Linked DNA regions of Hordeum vulgare: region 2 is linked to region 1. The links are chromatin contacts, called in public Hi-C maps. All regions are on one chromosome and are shown on one strand. The core of a region is the stretch at or near the end of the contact, and the rest is flanking DNA. Distances in the headings are between cores, read along the strand shown.

What was found. A called contact is a pair of places that touch in the nucleus more often than the background predicts.
Region 2: a contact with region 1 is called in a Hi-C map of seedling, with 3 times the contacts expected there. The contact joins the promoter of LOC123447336 here to the promoter of LOC123447332 in region 1. A contact is called at or near these places in 2 of 6 Hi-C or Micro-C datasets (leaf and seedling).

The regions. Positions count from the first base shown.
Region 1 is chr4H:588,886,484-588,891,512 of MorexV3_pseudomolecules_assembly, reverse strand. LOC123447332 reads right to left here and starts at 2,495. Exons shown (of 6, transcript XM_045123924.1): 1 at 2,103-2,495; 2 at 1,925-2,001; 3 at 1,588-1,624; 4 at 720-894. The coding sequence starts at 2,259.
Region 2 is chr4H:589,051,925-589,056,842 of MorexV3_pseudomolecules_assembly, reverse strand. LOC123447336 (anthocyanin regulatory C1 protein-like) reads left to right here and starts at 2,231. Exons shown (of 2, transcript XM_045123928.1): 1 at 2,231-2,375; 2 at 2,523-3,392. The coding sequence starts at 2,243. The coding sequence ends at 3,100.

The DNA.
Region 1 (5,029 bases), core at 1,246-3,745:
GGATGGCTAGATCTCAGTCAATTGCATGGATGCTATATTCATGAGATCTTACGTGTAGATTCAAGCAAAACTTACTTAAAGCGATTCTTTTTTTATATATTTTGTCATTCGACTGAGACTTAGTTAATTTTCAATCGACAGAGATCTAGTCACGTCCACACGAGCACATGTCGTATTTTAGCAATTGTATAGGCCGAGGGTCTTTTTTTCCCTTTAGATTCCTACTATATCTATCTTGGAATATACGGTTGTGGCACCTCAAGATTGAAAAATAAAAAGGTGAATGCAAACTAGGGGTTCTGGTCTGAATTGTCGTCATGCATAATTTGTGCCTTGACTCGTACACCTAGCTAGGTACCCCCTCCGTTTCTTTTTAGTCCGCATATATAAGATTTGATCAAAGTCAAACTTCATAAACTTTGACTAGATTTATTAAACAAAATATCAACATTTATAATATAAAATCAATATTAGTAGATGCATCATGATATTAATTTTCATAAGATATAGGGTTTCGTATTATAGATGTTGATACCTTTTAATATATATTTGATCAAACTTTGTATCACCTAACTTTGATCAAATCTTATATGCAGACTATAAAGGAACGGATGGAGTACGGTACGTTCGGAGTGCCATGCAGGGAAAATAAGCAGACATATTGAGTGAATAACCGGGTGAAGAAGAAAAGGGAAAGTGGGTATGAAAAAGGTGGTGACCTTTTCAGTTGCGGGTGGAGCGGCAGCGGCGTCGACTCCTTTCTAGGCATTGGCGAGTCGTAGCCGGGGACATGCCACTCCTCATCTTCGTCGGTGCAGACTTCCATGCATCCTCCTGCTGAGCGTGTGTGCCCCTCCTGGCCCGACGACTGTTGCACTGCTGGCTGCATCCGGCCTGTGCTCCATCCACCACAACATTGGCCAAAAGGAATTAGCTGGGCTGCTCTCGTAGTATGATGCAGAGTAGCATGCATGCACCTATTATTATTATTATTTTTACAGTGACAAAGCATGCATGCACCTTTTATTATTATTATTTTTACAGTGACAAAGCATGCATGCATGCTGTGGTTGTGGCGGAGTAGTGTACATGCATGCTTGCATTCCTGCATGTCACCCATGCACATGTGCACATAGACGAATCTGCGTCATCATAGTTTTTTTTTTCTGAGACAAGCAATAGTGCATACTCCCTCCATTTGAAATTACTTGTCCCACAAATTGATAAAAATAAATGTATGTAGGACTAACATATAGATACATTCATTTATATAACAAGTATTTTCGGACGGAGTAAGTACTACACAAAGACTGCGTTTAAAGACTATCAAGTTCCACCAGTGTTTTGCTTTGTTGCAAGTTTTGCTGGGTAATTAGCAAGCTGGGCGTGCAGCAATGTTTTTTAGATGACCCAACAACCAATGGTCCACGAGGAGATTTCCTTTTTAGTTAACTATATGCTTGCTTTAGTAGCTTAGTTTGTGATATTTTTGGAAAATATAACGTTGGACAGCACGAATGCTATATAAAGAGTATATATGCATGCACCTGTGCATATGTGACCTTAGAATTATGCACATAAGTGTACCTTGCATTCCAAGATCATTCTTCATGTTCCTGTACATCTGCTTCAAACAAACAGACAACATTAATCATCAGTAACTCCGTCGAACAAAAGGAAAGGAACACTCCATTAATTCACATGCAGGTCAAGATCATGCATGCGCATCTACTCTCTATGTATCAAAATACTAAAATACTTGTCGTTAGGGGAACTTACACTAGTTCCCCAACAACAAAGATTATGGTACAGAGGGAGTAAGATCCATCGACGTGCAATAAGCGATCTAAACGATCTTATATTAGTTTACAATACTATTGTTTTACGGAGGAAGTACCATGCTAATAATAATAGATTGACAGACCTGCAGATGGCTTTTGACATGAGAAATGGTGAGCCCTCCCACCCCCATCAGCTGCAGCACCCGCTTCGGCGTCGCCCCTGCAACGCATGCATGCACACGCCACGCGCGCGCGTTAGTTAGACCGGCCGACGCCACCCCCATATACTCATGATCGGCCGCGCGATGACGGAGGACGTACTGTCGTGGCCTCCGAGGCTGTGAATGGCGTGGACGAAGCAGCGGTGCAGGGCGCTCGTCCACCGGAGGCGCGGCACCTTGGACCGGTTGTACTGCCTCACGCCGCCGGCGCCGGCGCAGTTCGCCTCCCTGCTGGCTGTTCTAGGCGCCATGGTCATCGATCTGGCTAGCTATAGCTTGGAGCTCAGATTATTTCAGCGGAAGCAGACACCAGCCGACACAGCAAAAGATCGTGTGTGCTTTGCGTATGCCAGCGGGAGCTGAGCCAGTGGTCGACCTCGACCATCCGGGCCAGCTTATATACCGCTCCAACTCAGCACCTCAGCTATCGCAGTTCAGTAGTAGTTGGTAGTAGCTAGGAAACTAAGGAGGGGAGAGAGGGGAGGTAGAGCTGAGCACGGAGGAGTGGCGTTTAATGGTGCTTGCGTAGGAGAGCAAGGAGGGGGCGGGGAGGGAGAACAGGAAGAGACAAAAGGTCGGGGACAAAGGAGGGGTTTCAGATGGGGCGCAGGGGCATATGCCTGCGTGCTAGCTGCTGCCATGCATGCCATGGGTAGGGGATAATTATGAGATGGGGGCAGCGCTGTTGACCCGAGCGAGGGAGACGATGAAGACAGGGATGGGCAGGCAGGCATGCCAAGCTAGTTTTCCGCCTGCGCTGTGTTCCCACTGACACGCACCTCCCTCCCTCTCCTCTTCTTGGTTCTTGCATGCCATGCTGCGCTTGCTACAGTAATTGGCTGTGGACATGGGCAGCTCTGTACAAATTCGCTTCGTTCGAAATTAAGGGAGCCGCGACGACAAAAAAATGAAACCACAAAGAAAGCTGGTCGAGCAAACTAAGACAGCCACCAAGACAAAACATGAAAGTGGTGGTTATGCTTTTGATATGACCCTTCCGTCTCAAAATATTTAGTTTTTGGAAGTGTTTAGAACTCATCTAGATGAGATATAATTTGATCTCATTTAAAATAAAATAAAATAAAGGCCTCCATTCTATAGTATAGTGTGTCCTTGTTTTCCGTCATCTAAGGTTAATCGTAAATTTAACCAACGAGAGACCGACTTCAACGGAAGCAAAAATTATACCACTGAATTCGTAATTCGTATTAAAAATAGGAGCACACACGCATCTTATAGCCTCATCCAATGATTATAAAACATAAATTATAAATGAGACATAACTAAAACTCAGCTAGAAGAATTCTATCAAAACCGTTAGGTTTATCCTAAGTCAAACTTCTTCACGTTTTCTCCGACGAAAGCCGGTGGCACCGTGGATCTGGCTAGTATGATGTTGGCTGACACTGCCACAGACCTTAGTGGTCGCGGCGATGGTCGGATGGCATCGCCTCAGGAGTTTCAAACTTCCGGTCCCGAGACAATGGTGATTTTCTATGTCGCGTGGTTCATGGTCAGTGTCAAGGATCGCATAGATAATGGCTACGTGTAGTGCTACTGTCTTATGTAGATCAACCATCTGTTTCCGCTTGCGAGTATGGTGCGGGCCCCCGGAGCGTTCCAACCTAGGGTTTTTGCTCGTGCTGGTCTCGTTTCTCCCCGCCAAATACTTCGTCATGTTGTGCCGAATGGCCCTCACCATGGCTCACCAACCTACGATCAGGACCGTGTGCGTATTCAGCTGGTGGGATCGAGGCTAGTGGAGGAGATAACATATGATGACTTCAATTGGGTTGTACTTTTTTGGTACCAGGTCTCGAGCTCCAGGTGAAAACCCTAGGTCTGATCGTTTGGTTATACCTACAACGGAGGTATTCTTTGTGTCGTTATCCTGATGAAGGCATTTCTCGGAGTTTACTTGAATTTGATATACAACCCCACGATCTGACTTTCGGTTGTAGCGTCGGGGGACGACGGCGCTTGCACGTTGTTGTGTTCCTGGAGGTGTCGCTTTCGAAGAACCTTCCTCGCAATCCTTGTGTTGTCAAGAGATAGTTTGGTGGCGTCACTATTGTATGCTGCCAACAGTTGTTTTTATCACTTTTGAGTTTTCACTTTTCTTTTTTCCTCGCCTAGGCACATATAGCTTCAGTCTTGATGACTTTGCTATTTGCCAACGTATTTTTTTCATGTGCCCTTTAATTATGCAGAGGGCGGGTGTGTACTCACTATAATTATGTCTCTCGGTTCTATATTTTGACTCAATAAAAAATACCCTTTGTAGAAGAAAAAAACTTCCTTAGGTTTGACAAAGTCTATAGGAAATATACTGACATCTACAACATCAAATTAGTTTCATCATTTTTTAAGTATATTTCTGATGTGGTGCATATTAGGATTTTTTTTCTATAAAACTCCAAATATTTTGGAGCTATCCGCTTTTAAGAGATGATGAGCGTTACACCAGGAGTCTGGTCCATGATGGGCTAGAGGTGCGACCACCTCGCTAGCTCTCACAAAAACACATGTTTACTGGAAAATATGGTATGCTAAGTTATCAACACACTCGGTGGTTGGAGTAGAACCGATGAACATGAGAGGCTGGGATGGATATGCATTGAGATTGCTCAAAAAACAGAAGTGGTGCGGGTGGTGCTTGTAGGTTATAGCTAGCTAGGTTATGCAGATGGGAAAGGATCCGTCCGATCGGAATAATAACCTAGAAATGCTCAATCTTGCCACCAACTGTGACCCATGTGTAGTACGAGATTGAGTTGTGTGTGCACTCAAGTAGTGCATAAATATATGCATGTTTGTGACTAGCTAGCTAACTGCAGAACGTTAACCCAGGTAGAATAAAGGTGGATGCACGTACGGTTGATTAGTCAGAAAAGGTGCATGGTTGATCAGTCATAAAAAAGACTTGAAGGATTTGATCTCTGAATTTGGACTTCAAAATAGTATGGTACCAATCAATTGCAAGAAAAGCTAGTCAACTTTATTTTTCCCTTTTTTAGTCTCGGGGAA
Region 2 (4,918 bases), core at 982-3,481, 170 kb before region 1:
CACAATTCGCATATATAAGGCTAGAGGATAGTGACCTTTTTATATTGTGTTTTTAAAGAGTCAACCTCTTATACAGATATAAGATTCCTAATATTTTTAACAAGTTTTCCGGGATAGATTTCAGATCAAATTATCAACCACTATCATATTTGTCTGTTAACGGATTCTACCCGTTTATGTTCTCAAAGCACACACTTGTGAGCAACGCGTCATAATAGAGTGTAAATTTCTCTAATTATGTAAATCACCATTAGGGTTGTAATCCAAATATACGATTTAGCTCTTTCCGATCATCAGTGTATCCGGGTTGTCTTTTCAATATAAATACTATATTGTATTTCATCGATGATCGACCAGCTTCTTTAAGCATACAAATTAAGTACGTTTCAACAAATGATAATTCCATGACAATCATGTAAAGCAATTTCATGCATAAATACATGTGTAATTTCATAATGAGGTATTCTGAATATTAGTAATTCCTATATCAATGTTGGACAACGCTAGGGAGCGGCGCCGCACCTCCGTCTTGCCGTGCGGCGGCTCACTTAATCACGTTTCAATGCAAAAATTAACCTTCTGTTAATCATCCATTACATATCTTTCTCATGCATGCATGCGTGCAATGATATCATTATGTATAATGAAAAATGCTACATACATGCAATGATGTCATCAAGATTCCTTTTGCTTTTGAAATTTAAAAAGTTTTATCTACAAAACCGTTAATTCAATCGATAATCCGCTTTCACCATTGACTTTCTCTCGACGAGTTCTTCAAAACTAGATCCCATGTCGACATGTTCCGTCAACTATTTTTTTTCATCCATACTTGCCACATTTTTTGACCCCACTTGCCATATTATTAACCACTTACTTGCCTGAAAAAATAACTTAATTGATATTTTTAATGTTTTTTCTACAAAACCATGTAACAGTTTTCATTATACATGATATAAAAGCATTGTCATAGGTTGTGTTTGCCAATTTAAATATGCAAACTTGTCATATTTACATACAACTTTGCCAAAAAAAATTATTTTGTGTGTTTATTAGTTTAACTATGTCGAGTTATCATATTTACAAACGATGATCAAAAAAGATTTTTTGTGGTCACCAATTTTAAATATGTTGAGTTGTCATATTTTTCCGCGTAATCGCCTAAAAAAATTGTTTGTGCTTGCCAATTTGATTATGTCTAGATGTCATATTTATACGCAGTTTCCAAAAAAATTGGCGATTAAGTTATTTTTTATCAGACAAGTAAGTACTCCCTCCGTTCCTAAATATAAGTCTTTCTAGGAATTCTACTAGAGGACTACATACGGATGTATGTAGACCTACTTTAAAGTGTAGATTCATTCATTTTGCTTTGTATGTACTCACCTAGTGAAATCTTTTAAAAGACTTATATTTAGGAACGGAGGGAGTACTTACTAATAGGACAAGTAAGTACAGCAAATGTGGTAAGTACGAGCAAAAAAAAAGTTGTCAAAACATGTCGACATGGGATCTAGTTTTGAAGATTTCATCGAAACAAAGTCAACGACGAAAACGAATCATCGATTGAATTAACGGTTTAAGAGATAAAAGTTTTTGAATTCCGATCATTTAAAACGAATCTCATGACATCATTGCATGCATGTATGCATAAGAAGAAATGATGCAAGCCGCTGCATGGAATGTCCATCATGCGACGCTTCTAAATAGAATTTCCCATCAATGTTTGAATATAGTTACATGACACATAATTCCACAACGGGGTGGGATGCTCCCTCCATGCTCACACACATCTGGGATGCCCCCCCTCGGTTTTGGGGGGTCCGGGTGCCTCGTGCTGACACAGGTGAGCCGTCGAGCAAAAGCTACGTGCTCTGGCTTCTTTGGACTCAAAGGGCAACGATCCTTTTCAGTTGTCAAAAGAAATACGACATAGTACATCTCACCTGCCGGCGATCTTGGACGGCGAAGAAATGGCCGCGCTGTTCATTGGACAAATGGAGCCTTCCTAGCTTTTGGTCCATCTAACTCTGAGATAAGTGTCGCTCACGATGACTGTGGATTGAAGGTGCAAAGCAGGTCCACGTAGACGCGCTATTGTACAATGCTAAACGGGTCCACGTAGACGCGCTAATGACTAAATACGGCAACAACCCTGCTGCCCAAAGATGACGGACCCTCACTCTCTCGCTCTCTAACACAACACAACACACACCGGAGAAGAGATAGAGAGAAGGAGAGAATGGGGAGGAGGGCGTGGAGCGCCAGGGAAGGGGTGAAGAGAGGGGCATGGACGAGCAAGGAGGACGAAACCTTGGCCTCCTACGTCAAGGCGAATGGCGAAGGCAGGTGGAAGGAAGTCCCCCTGAAAGCCGGTACGTACGTTCTGCTACTAATCCACCTGAGTCCCTAGCTAGCTTGGTAGACAGTACGTAGGCGTACTTACCGTTCTGTCATAGACAATGGAGAGCTAACTGAACGTAAGCGAGTGACGAACTCACGCGCGCCAAGACAATTTGCAGGCCTGCGGCGGTGCGGCAAGAGCTGCCGGCTGCGGTGGCTCAACTACCTCCGGCCCAGCATCAAGCGGGGCAACATCTCTGACGACGAGGAGGAGCTCATCGTCAGGCTCCACAGGCTCCTCGGTAACAGGTGGTCGCTCATTGCGGGCAGGCTGCCCGGCCGAACAGACAACGAAATCAAGAACTACTGGAACAGCACCCTCGGGCGGAAGGCGCTGCCGGTCCCGGAGCGATCTACCACCAGGATGGTCGCCACGCCATGCACCTCCGCCAGCTCCGTCTCCTCCAACCCCGGGGCTGCTACAACAAGAGCCAAGGCTGCGACGCCCAAGTTGTCGGCCGCAGTGTGGGCGCCCAAGCCCGTGAGGTGCACGGGCGGTCTCTTCTTCAGCCGGGATGCGGCGCCGCTCCAGCGGGTCACAGAGACGCGGGCCGTGGGTGGAGACGGAGATGAGTGCAGCGGCAGCAGCTTGGCGGCATCGTCGGGCGGTGGCGACTGGATGGACGACGTTAGAGCCTTGGCGTCGTTTCTTGAGTCCGACGAGGACTGGATTAGGTCCCTGCAGATGGCAGATTAACGCTCACACACTTGTTTTCAGCACGTGCATGTTTATCACTACGTACGTACGAACAGGGAGCTGTATCGTACCCCACAAATGTGGTACGATACAGCTCCATGTACGTACGTTGGCTTGGTGTTGAGTACTGACTAATGAGTAACTACGGCCTGTGATCCAGTTCTAATCATATATACTCACACTCTCTCGAGCCGTTTAATTAGATGGATGGTGTATAAGTGTATGTGTGTACACGAGCATCCACATTTTGCATTGTATTGTACTTCTAAATAAGAATATAATTATTCTTCAACGCGGCTCTACTTTTTCAACGAAAAGGAGGATATCTACGGACCTCTGCATCGATAAGTGGATGCTTGTAGACGACAATAAATGCCTAACAATTGGATGGATGTCGGTGTACTTTGTTGCAATACAAAAAAATTCGTCACTATATTAGAGCATGGTTAATAGTATAGCTAACGGCTGGCTATACGCAGTCTTATAACCTATCTCATAGCTAGCTTGTACAATAGTTAGTTATAAAAGAGTATTACTTTTATCATATATGACTCACCTTTCATTCTCACAAAGCACCTACGAGCACGTGCTAGAGCTAGCTCTTCACGAAGAGCCCGTTTTCCTTCTCTCTCATCCAACTCAGTAAAAATATAATATTTTAATTCTTACAGTCTACTGACTGTATGTTATTGTACTTGCTCTTAGGTGCGAAACCGCCGGCATATAGGGTTATTCTGGTGGTGGCGTCGGTTTTCTACAAAGTTGACTCGTGTCAAATGGCAAACAATGTTTTGTTTATGATTACAAAGAAGACACCACAGCAAACATCTCCGGATCAAACTCTACCAACAATCCAAAAGGTGGCTCCTCGTGAAAGGCATTCACAAGAAAATGGCCCCTACCGGCAGTGGTTTGATGGATGTGCCTTGTGCTCATGACATAGCCACTGGGAGTTGTTTTCCTTGTTGTGGCGTCGTCGAGGAGACCACCATCTTTTTATATATAAAAAATGATATACCTACGTATTGGCAACGAAAAAGCTAGGGGTCTATTCAACCTCAGTTACTCCCTCAGTTCTTAAATATAACTAGGACATATGCCCGTGCGTTGCAACGGAAGAAAAAAATGTCATTTTCCTAATTAATCAAGAAAGTAAGGGACGTCATCATCTGTCTACCTTCATCAAGCTCATATTTTGATAGCCTAAGAAGAGATTGCATTATTTAAACTTGTGTGGAGAAAACATATGTTGCGATGAACCAGGATTGGCTGGGTCGCGAAACTATGCCCAACTCATAACGACTGAGGAATGAGGAAGACCACATGTGTGTCTAAAGAGCATCGTTAGTACAACAAACAAACCTAGTTTAATCAATTGTACCTTCAAATCAAGACCTAGTTTAATCTGACAGGGACAAAATAATCAGTCAATTTATGAAACATATAGTAAATTTTCTATAAGGAAACATATAATTGTCCACTCAAGATTGAAGAGCGCAGTTTGAAGGAACTATCCAATCTACATAAATCATGACCAAGATTGTCTGACCATTGGCTTAGGCACATTCTAATACAAATTGCAAACTGCTGATAAGTGTTGACTGTCGTTGGTTTTCAGTGAGCATATAAATTTACTTGAGCGGAAATAAATTTCCAGTCATAGTGATAGCTCCAGCTAACAACCGAAAATGTAGTCTCATTGGCTATAAGTGTCCAAGAATCCAAAGAGACGTAGACTCCAGAGGAGCAGTATGCATCATCATCATAATCATATCCTGAAAATATTGAAAATGTACTATAAGCAACATGAACAAATAT